2 separate regions of the Sus scrofa genome follow, and region 2 is linked to region 1. The links are chromatin contacts, called in public Hi-C maps. All regions are on one chromosome and are shown on one strand. Each heading gives the region's core, a stretch centred on a gene start, on an enhancer-like site or on the middle of the called end of the contact. The rest is flanking DNA. Distances are from core to core; before and after follow the strand shown. Region 1 overlaps LOC100153150. Region 2 holds the start of BAZ1A (bromodomain adjacent to zinc finger domain 1A).

Region 1 (7,756 bases), core at 1,702-4,201:
AGCAAGGCCAGGGATCAAACCCACAACCTCATGGTTCCTAGTCGAGTTCGTTAACCACTGAGCCACGGTGGGAACTCCCTGTTGCCGCTTACTATATTATGTACCACCAGTATTAATAAAGGGTTATTATTTGTAAGCATGAAGTTTTACTAACATTTTTATTATTTGTAAACTTTGCTTCTATGCAGAAGAAGAATTACTTGTTAAGTGATTTGTTGGGCAAGACACCAGCATGTACTAGAAGACCTAGTGTTAGTTTCCACTCCCCCCCTTTTTGGGGGGCCATGCCCTGGCCAGGCATGGAACCCACGCTGCAGCAGCGACCCGAGCCACAACAGTGAAACACTGAACCACCAGGAAACTTCAACTCTTCCCCGTCTTAACTAACTATTATCATTTCTTTGGAGAATCCTCTCTGGGTATCAGTTTTTTTATTTGTGAAATACACTACTCAGAATGGACAAGATGGTCTCCATATCCTTTTTCAATTATTCCTCTTTCTCATAGCCATGTTTTACATCATGACAGGTCAAATAACAAGTTGCTTGTGTCTCAGAAATAAAAGAAGAGCAGAGTTGCTGACTTCCATAGCGAAACTTGTCTTTCTGGGCTTTGTTGTTGCTCTCAGAATTTCAGCATATGAACCACTGATGTTTTGCCTTATTTAGCAATAAAAGAGACTTCTTTTGTACTTTGTTTCTTTTGATGTTTTTCTTCTCTCCACCAGATACAGCAGCAGCCAGAACCCACAGTTCACGTTGATGCATTCCTTTATGATGAAGACTTTATTGATTCATTATGTGAGCAAGGAAAAATGAGCAGAAACTACTGTATGGTGTGCGGCTCACACCAGACAGCGCCCTTAGGTGGGCATTCAAGCCTACAAACCTGACGACTCCATGTGTCCTTACATGTCATGAGCTTGCAAATTCTTGACCAAACGTTCACTGTTTTTGAAAGCAAAAAGGCCAACCTGGGAGTTCCCGTCGTGGCGCAGTGGTTAACGAATCCGACTAGGAACCATGAGGTTGCGGGTTTGGTCCCTGCCCTTGCTCAGTGGGTTAAGGATCTGGCGTTGCCGTGAGCTGTGGTGTAGGTTGCAGATGCGGCTCGGATCCCGCGTTGCTGTGGCTCTGGCATAGGCTGGTGGCTACAGCTCCGATTCAACCCCTAGCCTGGGAACCTCCATATGCCGCGGGAGCGGCCCAAGAAATAGCAACAACAACAACAACAAAAGACAAAAGACAAAAGACAAAAAAAAGGCCAACCTACAGCATAGCCATTACCAATGATTGCAGTCAGGGAAACTAAATAGAAACATTTTCAAGAAAGGCTAGACCACTTCATGTCTCCCAGGAGGGTATTTCTGCTTTTCACTGAACATCTTCAATCAGAGGTGACTTTTCAGGTCCACAAACTAATCGGAAACGGTTGAATACAGGGAAACTGACTCAAACTTTCCATACTCCAAAGAGATTCATATTTAACCATAATGCTGATTTACTTCAGTGAGAAATATAACTGTCAAGGGGCCCAAAAACATTCTCCTCTAGAGATATCTACTTGAGAAGTCAGATGGTAATCGGATATTGTCAAATGGTCATAGACTCAGAAAACAGAGTTAGATACTCTTGAGAGTTTGTTGAGGCCATGATTTGACCTAGTGGAGCATCTGCAGTCCGTAACACAGAACATCTCTTGTGATAGATCTACTACATCTCTGTCTTTTAGATGAGGCACCCATGTTTCAACTAGAAAGCTATGACTGACTCCATGCTGCTAAGATGTTAAACTCTTCTGTTCACAATATTTTTTTTATTCAGATGATATGATTGTCTAGGCTATTACTTTTTCTCCTTTCTCTCTCTTCTCTCTTTTTTTTCTCAGCCATCCCCACAGAATATGGAAGTTCCCAGGCCAGGATTGAATCCCAGCCAGAGCTGCAGCCTGTACCACAGCTGCAGCAACACCAGATCCTTAACCCACTGTGCCAGGCTGGGGGTAGAACCCGAGCATCCACAGAGACAAGCCAGATCATTAACCCACTGCACCACAGTGGGAACTCCCTCTGGGCTATTATTTTAAACATGCTATTTCAGTCTCCCTGCTCACTTAGATTTAGAGGTATTGCTTAGAGTAGGTAAGTAATACTGTTCTCATGTTATTGATCTCAGATAATATCATTCTCAACAGTTTACTACTACCAAATTTGAAATATGTTGTTAATACAAATATATTGTACTTATAGTTGGGGGATTAAACTGCCCAGGTTGACTGGTTTAAGATTCTGTTGTTAGATAGTACTTAAGATTTCCATTTGAAGTAGTTGAAATTCACAGAATAGAAAAGGACTCAGATGAGAACAATAGAGGCAAAACTAAAAAGTGAATTGTAATTATATTCTAACACCGTAACACCATAATTTGTAGAAATTTATAGAAGACCTATGTTTGACAAAAATTTGGAGATTAAGATCCATTTTCCCATAAAAATCAGGTTGTAAATAGTGACTGGGTACCCAGGCCAGCCCAGATAACTGTAACTCCTCGTAGGGAAAGAGGAAGGGAAAAACCAAGGACAGCCTAAAGCAGGAGCAAGAGGGAAATGCAGGGCACCAGGGTGGGACAGGCAGCTGAGTAGCAATTCCCTGGGGGCCTCTTAAATGTCATAGACTTCGTGTTTGTTCTTGTGTCATACAGCTCAGAGTGACTGCAATATTACCACATTGATTTTTTTTTTCTAAATCAGCTCTGAATGGCTTTCATTAATGAAGAAAAACATGAAATATACTTTATAGGTGAAAGGATTAGAAATGCAGAATAGAATTGTTAATCCCCCAGCAAAATTTAATGTTTACTCTGTTCTAATTCTCCAGGGTTTATTTCTCATTCCTTCTCTCTCATGGAATTGAAGTTCATTTATCATCACGTGCTCCCTGATCTGTCGGGAAAGGTCTTGGTTGACGTTGGCTCCAGGCTTGGCACCGTCCTTTATGGGGTAAAGTCCAGCTTGTGGACATACTCAACATTTGGAAATACTTTCTTCTCCTACTAGCAACACTTTTGCCTGCCACCATCCAAGGTGACAGCTTGGCTTTATTTATTAAAGTAACAGAATAATACTGTTAAAATAGTGTATTGAACTTGGACTTTCAAAGGCCAGCTCTCTGATTGCTTTACTGGTTTGTTTCTGCGACATAAATGAAGGAATAGCAGCAAAACAAAAACAGGTGACCCTCATAACACTTTGCTCTTTTGTCACTCACCCACTGCCCTCTAACTCCGTTCTCTTTTTCCGGACTGAAATAGTATGCTGAGCTTTGATAAGAGCTCTTATAAAACTGACAGATTTATTTTACCTAAGAAATTGCATACAGCTATTAGCAAGTCACCTAACACCTCTGGGCCTCAAGTTCCTCACCTGTAAGTGAGCAGACACATCTTTCTCTAGTTTTCTATGATCCAAAGTTAGAATGTAGACTTTTGTTTCTGAAATGTCACTTCAGTGTGGCTTTTTTTTTTTTTTTTTTTGCTTTGCTTTTTAGTGCTGTACCTGTGCCATATGGAGGTTCCCAGGCTATGGGTCTTATCGGAGCTACAGCTGCCAGTCTACACCACAGCCACAGCAACACCAGATGTGAGCCACGTCTCCGACCTACACCACAGCTCACAGCAACGCCTGATTCTTAACCTACTGAGCAAGGCCAGGGATTGAACCTGCAACCTCATGGTTCCTAGTCGGATTAGTTTCCGCTGTGCCACGACAGAACTCCCAGTATGGCTTTTTAAAAAAATTCACATCATGAGTTTTTTACTGTTCTTAAATGCTTTTACCAAAAAACTGAAATGTGGTTTCTGGTTGTCATTAGCAGACTTGTTCAAACATGTGGCCAACAGCAGTAGAGGTTCATGCCAGAAAAAGGCACTATCAGTTCCAGCATCACTGCCTGCTTAAATAGAAACAGTTAACTCTTTAATGCTTCACTTATTGTTCAGTGTTGACTTTTATTCTGTAATTGGGAAAGACTGCCATGAGAGAAAGTAGAGTTTGTCAAATAGCTTTGTTTGGAGAACATGAGAGATTATGATTGTTTACCATATTTCGTTCACTCTTACTAATTCTGTGATTTGCTAGCAGAGTATATAGCTGAAATGATTGTGGCTGTGCATGTATTTGGCAGTGTTAATGAATATTATCATTTTTCTCAGTATTAGGTCACTGAGTCAAAAACTTTTTGAGTATTTATATATGCTTTGTTGAACATATTCTAAAAATCCACGATGAGCTATAACAATAAATTTAGTTTACACGGAGTTCCCTGCTGTGGCACAATGGGATTGGCAGCATCTTAGGAGCTCTGGGTGGCAGTTTCCATCCCTGGCCCAGCACAGTGGGTTACAGATCTGGCATTGCTGCAGCTATGGCTTAAGTTGTTGCAACGACAGCTCCAATCTGATCCATGGCCTGGGAACTCCATATGTCTTGGGGTGGCCCAAAATGAAAGAAAAAAAAATTTAATTTACACAGTTATAGTTGATATAAAATGATCTTCAGAATATGATTCAACCTTTTTCATGAGAATATTTTTATTATAATAAAAAACACATACATAATAATATATAGTCAGTTCTTGATGATTCTTGTTAACTTATAGTTATCTTTGGCAAATTGCCAGACACCAGGCTGACTTCCCTAAGACAAACAGGACATACCTCCAGCTACCTTCCTCTTATGTCAGACTGTGCATGAATTTCCATTATATTTCCCACAGGTTAATGCCTTTCTTGCTTTCCCCTGATGTAACTTCCCAAGAAATTACAGAAATAGGGTATTAAATAAAGAATCATACAGATGTGATCACTTTTCTCATTTCCAATTTTGTTGAATGTAGAGTTTTATTGGAAAAAGTTAAGAAATCAATCTTTAAAATATAATTATTTTTAAATAATGGAAATTAATAAGCTACAATCAAGATCTTGATGAATAAGAGCCAAGTTCTTAGAGTTGTTTTACATAAATTATAAAATGTTATATATCCTTTTATTTTTATTTTTCTGAATTCTGCTTTTAAAAGTTTGACTTCTTAAGTAGAGATAAACCCACAACTAAAAGTCAATTATTTCACTTCATAATGTGTTTTCATATCTTAGGGTTATCTTTACAGTTCAGCATCACAGCTATTTGGAGTGGAATTGAATGGAGACTTTTGCCAGTTGCAGGATATGATCATAAAAAAGTACCAGTTCACTGACAGAATAAAGGTACCCTTTTAAATATTTATTCTGTTAGCCATGTTATAGAATAATTTGGCCGGAATTCTTCAGAATTGGAGTTGGAAAATCTTTTTGAATATTTTTTGTTTCTGTTCTGTGGAAATAGACTGAATTAACTTAATATTTAAAACATTAATAATAAAGATGAATGTGAATGTTCCACCCACATTTTCTCTTCCTCCCTAATTTTATTAGAAAATAGAATTTTTTTTCTTAATTTTCTTCATATCAACTATAGTTTTGGTAGCAGCAATTTTGAAATTCTCGATGTTGGTGAGAAGTATATTTAACTCTGTTGAAAGTAAGCAAATAGGTTAAGTAGTGCTCACAGTTCTTTATCTTCTTTTTTAAGCTTTTAAGAGGAATTGTGGGTGCCACAGAATTGCAGTTCATGGGAAAATGATGCCCTGGTTTGGGCTATGACAGAATTTTCTCTTTTCTAAGGGGGAAGGAAGTTTTTGGTTTTTTGGTAAAAGCAGCAATCTTTATTTCACTAGTGATCCTACACTTCTAATAGCAATGTACACAAATATTGAGTATCTAAGGGTCTTTGAAGTTAAGTGTAATCTAATAATGAAAGACATGTTTTAGCAAGGTTAAGGAGCTATCCTTTCCCTTTTCTATAGAAGGAAAATTTTTCAATCTCCTTCCATTCTTCCTTTTTTCTCTCCCTCTCTTATCTTAAAAATTGAGAGGCAAATAATCAAAGAGAAGTCGTTGTCCAATAATAAATTCATGAATTTTTCTCACTATTCTGTATGTAATAAACAAAAACACACTGCTCTTACATGATCAGGATCACATGCCTAACAGAATGTCAATTTAATTAGAAATTGAGACTTAAACTTATGAATATTATTTATTTGTAAGACTAAATTCTTTTTTGGAAAAAATCACATGATACAAAGTAAACTTTTTCTTGCTTTTTAAAATAGAAGTTATTTGCTTTGCTCTTGAGCAAACAAATGTTTCCTCTTATTATCTTATCTACAAGACTTGTTGATTATAGTATAAGTTAATTTTTTGAGGTATATGGTTTTCCAACAAATTGTTTTGTTTGCTTTCTTAGATCATATATTCAAGTGAATTTTAGATGAAGAGTCAGACAAGGCGAGTTAACATTGTATTAAAATTTATGGTTTATTTGCTGTGTTTTGTTTTCTTTATAGGGCTGTACCTGCAGCATATGGAAGTTCCCAGGCTAGGGTCAAATTGGAGCTGCAGCTGCCAGCCTGTGCCATAGCAACTCCAGTTCCAAGACACAGCTGCGATCTATGCCACATGCCACAGCTCGGCAACACCAATCCTTAACCTGCTGAGCAAGCCAGGGAGTAACCCAATCCCATGGAGACTACACTGGTTCTTAACCCACTGAGCCACAATGAAACACCAAGTTTACAATTTATAATACTTTTAAAATTACATGATCCAATTTGATTCTGTGAATCAGGACAGACGTTACTATTTGTTTATGAAGACATTGACTACCTAAAGTAAAAACCTAGTTGATCATGGAGCCAGAGTTTGAACCTAGTTCTTTGACTCATAATAGCAATAGAGTGGGAAAGGCTCTGAACTGGGAGTCAAAAGAGTACAATCATGACTACATAAGTAAATCCATCTAAAACAAAATTTTCACAGGTTTATGTCTTTTTTTAGATATTAAGTATCTTCCATATGCAGTAGTGTTAAATATTCTGTTTTCCCATTTTAAGAAGTGTGAATCTCCTATACTGCCTCACAACATCATTGATCCAATAGATATTTCTTATGTGGTTATATGATACGCTATCTTTGTTCTCTTATGTGAACTCATTCTCCTTTAGGTTCTTCATGCAGACATCTGTACACAAGATTCACTTCTTCAAAATGCTGATGTTACTGTAATGAATAATGTCTTTGAATATTTTCTTAATGAGACAGAACAGGCCAGGTACGTTATGTATTCAAGCACGATATCTGTTCTTAAGATATATCCAACAAAATATGAAAAGGAATTGGTAGAGGAGTTCCTGCTGTGGCGCAACAGGATTGGAGGCGTCTTGGGTGCGCTGGGACGCAGGTTTGATCCCTGGTCCAGCACAGTGAGTTAAGCAGTAGAAAAATTAGCAAATCTGTCATCACTTTTCTGACTTCTCATCAGAACTTATAGGTTCCTCTAGTTATAAAATTCCTGTAGTCTGAGACACCGATTTTCTGGTCATTTAGGCTTGCTGACTTGTTTATCGTAGTGACATATGTATACTTTAGATGTAGAAAAGCTCCTTTCCATATGTATGAAGGGGCATTACATTCATATAGTTCATCAGTGAGATTTTCTACTGCTGAGAAATAAAAATGCATGTAATTACAGACCATAAACAGTTAATACGGAGTGGAATCCTGAATGGCTAAATGTCTTCATCCTGCTACCCCTTCTATATTTTCTGTGTCTATCTTCGTTTCTCTCTCTCTCTCTGTCTCACGCACACACACACAAATAT
Region 2 (7,756 bases), core at 3,384-5,883, 73 kb after region 1:
TTGTCAGTGAATTGCAAATAATTCTTTTCCCAGTTTGGTGTTTGTCTTCCAACGTTGTGGTAGCATTTGCTATGCAGAAATTTTTGATTTTTATTTTATAGAATATCTTTATGGATTCTGGGCTTTGTGTTCTATGGTACGTAGGCTTTCTCCACTCTGAGATGATCTTTTAAGTTCTCCATGGTTTCTGCTAACAAATTCTAAATTGTTCAATGGATTGGCTCAAGTTCCCTGTTTCAATTTATATCTAAGCTATATTAGCAAATCAGTCCCGTAAAAATATAGAATAGTATAATAAGGAGCTTGGACACCAGAGTTGATAATTTTGGCTTTTCTGTTTCTGGGCTGTATGACATTGGGCATGCTACTTAATTAACCTCTCTGAGCCTCAATGGCTTCATATGTTTTTTGTTGTTGTTGTTGTTGTTGTTGTCTTTTTAGGACTGCACCCAAGGCACATGGAGGTTCCCAGGCTAGGGGTCTAATCAGAGCTACAGCTTGCCAGCCTACACCAGAGCCACAGCAACGCCAGATCCAAGCCAAGTCTTTCGACCTGCACCACAGCTCACGGCAACGCCAGATCTTTAACCCACTGAGCCAATGCCAGGGATTGAACCTGCAATCTCATAGTTCCTAGTTGGATTCGTTTCCACTGAGCCACAATGGGAACTCCTCAATGGCTTCATATGTAAAATGGAAATGATGAATAGTACTTTGTTGTGAGAACGGCATGAGATGGTTCATTTAAAGTCCTTAGTACGCGCCATAAGCTGGAAGCCTTCATTAAATGTAAACTATTACCATGATAATGATAATGGTCATAGACTATTCTTTCAACCCCACTACCATCCCATAATTCATGACTTTAATCAGAAAGCATTGAATAAAAAGTGAATTCTGAATTGCCAACATTACTACTTCAGCATTAACAATCCAATCTCCTCAAAGCATAGTAGTTCTCAACCTTGGCAGTACATTAGAATCACCTGAATAGACTTTTAAACACCAAATGCCTGGGTCCCTACTTCTGAAATTGTTTTAATTGGTTGACACCCAGGCATCAGTGTCTTTCCAAAACCCCTTTGGTGATTTCAGTGAGCAACTAAGGTCAAGCCCTACCATCCTAATACTAGGCCAGTGATTTCAGATATGAAGGGAAACATATTCATTGCTTCCAAAGAACAATGTATATAAATCTTTTATAGGCAAAATGCCATGAATTAGAAAGACATTAAAAAGAGAACATAGAAGAGCTGAGACAGGTGTCAGAGATACTAAAGCAAGAGTTATGAAGTTGAAGATATTCTTTGTATGTATTTTTAAGACATCATTCTCAGCTATACTTGTATAACTGCAACTTAGAGGTGAGGGACATGAAGTGTTATATTTGTTAGATATGTTAACCGAAGCACGGAGATAGGATTTGTCAGCTCTTCAATTAGATTTAAGATTCTTATCACCCCTTTTGCTTTCCTGGATAATTCTCAATTATTATTATTATTTTGGCTTTATGGGGCCACACCAAGGCATATGGTGGTTCCCAGGCCAGGGGTCTAATCAGAGCTGTAGCCGCCGGCCTACGCCAGAGCCACAGCAATGCTGGATCCGAGCTGCGTCTGCGACCTACACCACAGCTCATGGCGACACCAGATCCTTAACCCACTGAGCCAGGCCAGGGATTGAACCCGCAACCTCATGGTTCCTAGTCGGATTCGTTAACCACTGAGCCACCAAGAATTATTATTTCTGATCATGAGTAATATATATAACTTATCCCCTTCCACATTTTAGCAGTTTAGGAAGGATTTCTAATGTTGTCTTAGCTTATTTATAGATACAGCATGAGTAGAGTCTACAAGAAAATTAGATATTATGGAAAGAGCAGTGTCGTCTAAAGAAACTAGACCAAGGAGTCAGGGGCCTAGATTTCAGTTCCTGGGCTTCTGTTTCTCAGCTACAAAATGAGAGAATTAAGAGTTCCCAAAAGTTTCTTTCAGTTCTGAGTAATTACTGTCTCACCAAACCACCTAAGTAAAGCCTTTTTCAACCAGTCAATAGAATACAGGAAAAGTATTCTAGCTCAAGCTTGTAAAACATATTTCATAATCTTGTTTTGTCTTTACCTAAAGCAGTATACTTTCTCAAATATGTAAACTAGGTGTTGATGATATTATGTCCTGCCTAACTAGTATATTTACATTTTACATATAAGTGGGGACCACTGGGGTCTTTACACAAAGGGATGACAGGGTGTAGATGGTTGGATCTTGAGACTATGGGGCGTGGGGGGATATGGTGGAACATGAGCTTTCTGTTGCCCTTCACATTATGCCCTGTGGATGACTTAATTTAAGACCGACCGTGGGTTCCCCTTCTATAGTTTCTTTCAATCTTTATTACTTCTCTTTTTGCATTACACTACTTATGATCATCAGGACTCAAATAATTCTTGTATCTGTTATTTGTCTTTACATCATCTCTTCCATATAAGATTGTACATTTTTTGAGGCCAGGATAGGATACATTTGTGTTGTATCCCTTGCATGAGGAAGTACAGTGACTTGGCACATAAATGGAGGAAAAATGTTTAACTTAATTGTTAAGGACTTAATTTCATTGTTTTCTTTTTTCTTTGTGATACCTTAACTTTTATAGTTTACAATATATCCATTTTTTTTCCACACAAAGCCCTATTACATGACAGCATCCTTTACTTTCTGAATATAGCAAGTGAGTTTTCACTCTCAATGGCCTAGAAGTAATAATTAATAAAGCAAAGAGGTGATCATGACACCAAAATATGAAATAAATATTAGGTAAGCTTTTAGTAGTAAACGTGTAGGATAACTTTAAGAGAAGTGTTATTTTAAGTTAGCTTAATATGCTATCAATTCGATCAAACATTATAAACACATAAAAACTAAACTTTTTAATGTTAGTTATTTACTGAACATGTTCTGAAATAATAACTATGAATCAAATTAAAATCTTAGTGTAACTGAGAGAACTGGGTTATGATGGTATTGAAATTTGAGTATGGTAGTAGGGAAATTGAGATGATAGTGTTTTTTCAAGTAGAATAAAATTTCAATTTTAGGTTAGTACAAAAAGAGAATCCAATTCTTTAAAAAATTGTATTTAATAGAAACAAAATCAACATTACTATTTTTGATCATGATTTTAATGAGATTTTAGCGGCTTAACAAACAGACCTAAGGAATATAAATACTATATATTCAGATAAAATTTCACCCATTTTTAGCTTGAGAGTTAAGTTGGGATTTTGAACTGTGAGAGCGATGCTTCAATATTGGTTGAAAATTATCCATCCTCCTTGTCCCTGTTATGAGTCTATCTTTGTTGGCTCTAAGTTTTTCACCTGGAAAATTACTTTCTAGGTAAGGAATTCTATAGTGTCACTCAGTGTACTAGTGGGTGGCCAGTTTAAAACTTCAAATCTTTGAGTGGGTAATTTTTTGAAGTTTATCCAGAGGAATATACTTACTAACCCCTGAAAGTATGTCCAAGCCTCTTTGACTATACACTAAGATGCATTAATTTTATTAATGATTTTTGAATCACAAAATTTTTCTAGCCACGTAAAAGTATCTTAAAAGAAGTTTAAAAATGACAACTCTTGAGATTTGAATAGATCCCTTACATTTTCTGCTCCAGTACACATATGTACTTAATTTGAAGAAACAAAGATGATCCCACATTGTTTCTACGACTGAGATCATTTCATAATATTAGTAATTAGTTACATCCTTTGTTGAATGGCTGCTCTTCAAATTGTCTTTTAGGCCCATTCTTACATGTTAATATGCAAGTAAGCAAATGTCAAAGGTTGTCGCCAAAAAGACCATTTAATATAAAGCTGGCAAACATTTAAAGTTATTTGTAGTTTTGGAAAATTCTTTTAAATTCGAAAGTCACATTATATCATTAAAATTAGTTTCACATATGGAAATCATTGATATGGGAAAGTCGTTTTAGGGAAAATTTCACTAGTAAATCCACAATCTTTAAAATTCCGAATTATTGAATTAAATACTGATCCCTTGCAGAATGTTTTCAGCGCCGTATTCTTCTAAATACTACTTTTTAATTTAAATACGAGGGGGCCCTATAGGCATGATGACATTTTCCGACATACTTTTTTAGGTCTTTGAATTGTCCTTAGTAGTAAAGAGCATTGCTGTCAAGAAAGGTATTTTCAAGGTGAAGGTTTTACATAAGCAAATTATTTTTTAGACATGAGAACTCTAATTTTGAATTAGAAAATATCAAAATATTTTCCACTTCTTATTTCTCCTCCCTCTTCCCTTCCTTAAAATAAAAGTTAAATCTCAATAGGACTCCTTTTCCCATCGCGGAACCAAGCGCTGGTGCCAGACTTGAAGAGGAAGGCTTTACTTTGTTAGTCGCGTGTTTATGAAACCCCAGCGCTCTTCGCAGATCTTTGGGTTGATAATCGCAAACATGGAGGATGCTTCTGATTCTTCACAAGGGGTTGCTCTATTAATTAATAATGTAGCTCTCCCAGGCTCTCCGCCGTCTCTTCCTGTATCAGTGACAGGCTGTAAAAGTCATCGAGTAGCCAATAAAAAGGTAGAAGCGAGAAGTGAAAAGCTCCTCCCAACAGCTCTTCCTCCTTCGGAGCCGAAAGTAGATCAGAAACTTCCCAGGAGCTCGGAGAGGCGGGGAAGTGGCGGTGGGACGCGATTCCCCGCGCGGAGCCAGGCCGTGGCAGCGGGAGAAGCGGCGGCCAGCAGCGCCGCGGGGCCGGCGGGAAGCGACCCCCCGGGGGGGACAGAGCCTCCCCTCGCCGCCTTTGTAGTTGAGAAGGTGGAGAAGTGGCAGCCGGCGTACTTGCAGGTGAGGGGCTCCGTGTGGTCGCTCGGGAGCCGGCCGACGCCGGCAGCGAAGTGGAGGAGAGCGGGGGAACAAAGCGGAGTGACTCCGGGGTCCGCCCGCAGCGAGCTCCCTCGCGGCGTCGGGCCGGCCGGCTGCGCGCCGAGCACGTTGTGAGCCCCGCGGCGGCGGCGGCCGCGGGCTGGGAGAGGGCGCGGGGGAGGGGGCCGCCGTCGCTCCCGCACTGCCCGCCCGCGGCCGGGCGTCCGGCCCCATTGTGAGCCGGCAGCCGGGCGTGCGGAGGTGGGGCGGCTCCGCTCTTTCGATACCCCGGCCGCGACAGGAGCGACCTCGGCTCCGGTGGCAGTCGCGGCGCGTCAGTCACACAAAAGGCAGTCGAGCTTCCCCGGCGCGCGGACCGGCCCACGCCGCCGCCGAGCGCTCCCCACCTTACCGGCTTTCCTTTCCCTCCAATTTTGATAGGGAAGCGGGGCCGGCGCGGGCGGCCGAGGGTCCGGGTGAGCCCGCGGGCGGACACGAGATGCCGCTGCTACACCGAAAGCCGTTTGTGAGACAGAAGCCGCCCGCGGACCTACGGCCCGACGAGGAAGTTTTCTACTGTAAAGTCACCAACGAGATCTTCCGCCACTACGAGTAAGGGCCGGGCGCGGGGGGTGCGAGGGAGTGTGTGGACTCTCTCCCCCACGTCCTTTTGTCTCTTTCCTTATTCTCGCTCTGGGCTTCTGGTGGGGCGACGGGAAAGTGACGGGTGGTCGCGGGCCCGCGTTTCTTTGGCCCCCGAGCCCAACCAGTGACTGCGCGGGGCCCCCGGCTGGCCCCACTGGCCGCGGCGCGCGTGGGTAGAGCCGGCCCGGGCAGAGTAGCCTCGGGTCCCAGGCCGGCCGCGGGGACAGCTTCCAGTCGCGGCAGCCGCCCGGCAGCCGAGCGGCGGAAACTCCCCGCCTCGCCCCTCCCCGCCGCGGCCACACGCGCGCTCCGGGGCCAGTTCCGGGATCCCCGCCTGGCGGCCGAGGGGATCCCCGCTCGGGTCAGCGGCGCGGAGCCGCCGTCCCCCGGCCCCGGGAGGGAATCCCCGCCCCTGGGGGCAGGAAACGGCCGGGCTGGGCGTTGTTTCCTTGGTCTGGAGTAGAGCCTGACGTTGGAGCTGCCTAGGGTAGGGGCGGGGGCGGAGCGGAGTTGGGACTCGGGGAAGGAGGGGGCTCCCCAGCGGGCCGGGGGCCAGGGGGCCCGGGAGAGCCTCCGCCGGCTGCCTCCGGTGTCCGATGAGGCTAGGCCTCGGAGTGTGCTAAGCGAGCCGTGCGCTCTGTCACCGCCTCTTCTTGGTGACTAACTCCCGGCCCCGGGGAACTCAGCGTCTCCGCCCCGGGAGACCGGGTGAGGAAGAAGTCGGGGCTGGGCGGGGGAAGAGGAGGTGCGGGAGAGCAGGGCCCCGGGCGCCCCCTCGTTTTCACTTTTGCGAAGCCTGGAGAGCGCCGGAGGGGGTTGGGGGAGGGGGTTAAGACAAGTTCAACTCCAACCCCAGTCAGCTTCTTCTTTATCCCCCTGCGCATGTGGGCCGCCTGACATGTGCCACTCGCTATTGTTTTGATATGAATCCGGAGGAGCTACTGCGTGTGTAGTTTCAACCCCTAAATTTTTAGGTCCTCGCCTGGTTTTTCCCAAGAGATCCTCTTGTCCCGTGTCACTTAACGACGGGGTGTTTTAGAGCTGTGTTTAAACAGGATCTCCAAGTGAGAACCTGAATTGATCCATCGCTGAAACAGCCTGATCCTCCCTCTTTCTTGTGCTTTATCCTCTCTACTCAGAAGGAATCCCTTTGTGGCTTAGAAACCGAGAGTTAACAGCAACCAAGTAAACTGTGTGTAGGAGGCACCTTTTCTGAGTGGGGGATTCACGGAGGGAGGGCTTCAGGCAAACGCCGCATCTGTCGGAGAAATGAGTAGTGAAGATAGAAAAGAGTTCTTTGGGGCTTCTATTTTAAGTAAGCCTTCTTTTTCTTCAGCTCCACAGAAGAAGCTACAGGTAAAACATGTGATATCTAGAGAAGTTTTTCCAGCAGACAGTACTTTTAAGTAGGAGTATACATCTTATTTTGCTCCTGTACAGACTTGTTTGTTACTCAAATAGAGTTCACTTTTGTAACTACTTAGGTGAACTTGGGTTAGGTAACTTGACAAGGATGATGTCTTATTTTTAAAGAGGTTTAATTAAAATCTTTGGTAATTGCTGATTTTTTTTTTAAAAATTGTGTTTAATGAAAGTGTCAACAAAATAGGAAATGGGCTTAAATTTCAAACCTTTCTCCCTTGGAGCAGTCTTATCTTTCTGAGACACTCTTCTCACTTGAGCAGGGTGCATGAATATGGCCACTATCCTTCTTGAATTAAACACTTTTCATATACTTAGGTTCTTGGTGAGGAACCTAAGAGTTGTTATAATCGTGGAGAATGCTAAAATGCCAAATAAAAGAAGAGACTTTTGGTATTCCAAACCTACCTTCCGTTAATATCCTATGTAGTCTTACGATTTTAGAGTTAAACAAAAAAAACTAGTTTTTTGTTTTCTGTTTTCTCTGTGCTGAAGTGTTTGGATTTTTGGAAATTACAGGCAGTTTAGGAGAGGCATAGTTTGGCAACAGAGCTATTTTGATCATTTATCCTGAGCAAAGCAAAACTATTGGTGTTCTTGGGTGTTAATGTTTATCACTTTGAATTAGCAAAATTGGAAGAAGACTGCCATTGTGTTAAAATTTGGATTACTTTCTCTTTCTCTCAGATGATTATGGAAAGAGATCTTTCTAAAAATGCATTCCTGGTCGATGGTATATGGTGTTCTGCAGATTATGGTAATCTGACCCTTGCCACAAGTCTGGAGAAACTAT

The links. Hi-C and Micro-C count contacts between places; a contact is called where the count stands out from the background.
Region 2: a contact with region 1 is called in a Hi-C map of liver, with 2.6 times the contacts expected there. The contact joins the promoter of BAZ1A here to the enhancer-like site in region 1. A contact is called at or near these places in 5 of 47 Hi-C or Micro-C datasets (blood, embryonic fibroblasts, liver and 1 more).

The regions. Positions count from the first base shown.
Region 1 is chr7:64,893,565-64,901,320 of Sscrofa11.1, forward strand. It overlaps LOC100153150, which reads left to right. Exons shown (of 8, transcript XM_021099173.1): 3 at 728-866; 4 at 2,876-2,997; 5 at 5,151-5,261; 6 at 7,100-7,206. Among named protein-coding and RNA genes, the nearest start is that of SRP54, 20 kb to the left of the region's middle. Within about 2 kb of position 2,952, at least 3 of the 83 cell types and tissues checked have an H3K27ac peak or open chromatin away from gene starts, as enhancers often do. A contact at or near this core is called in liver, where this site is marked.
Region 2 is chr7:64,964,993-64,972,748 of Sscrofa11.1, forward strand. BAZ1A (bromodomain adjacent to zinc finger domain 1A) reads left to right here and starts at 4,634. Exons shown (of 27, transcript NM_001244159.1): 1 at 4,634-4,878; 2 at 5,338-5,508. The coding sequence starts at 5,396. It overlaps LOC106507712, which reads left to right and starts at 4,435. Exons shown (of 3, transcript XM_021100054.1): 1 at 4,435-4,928; 2 at 4,984-5,281; 3 at 5,338-5,376. The coding sequence starts at 4,435. The coding sequence ends at 5,376.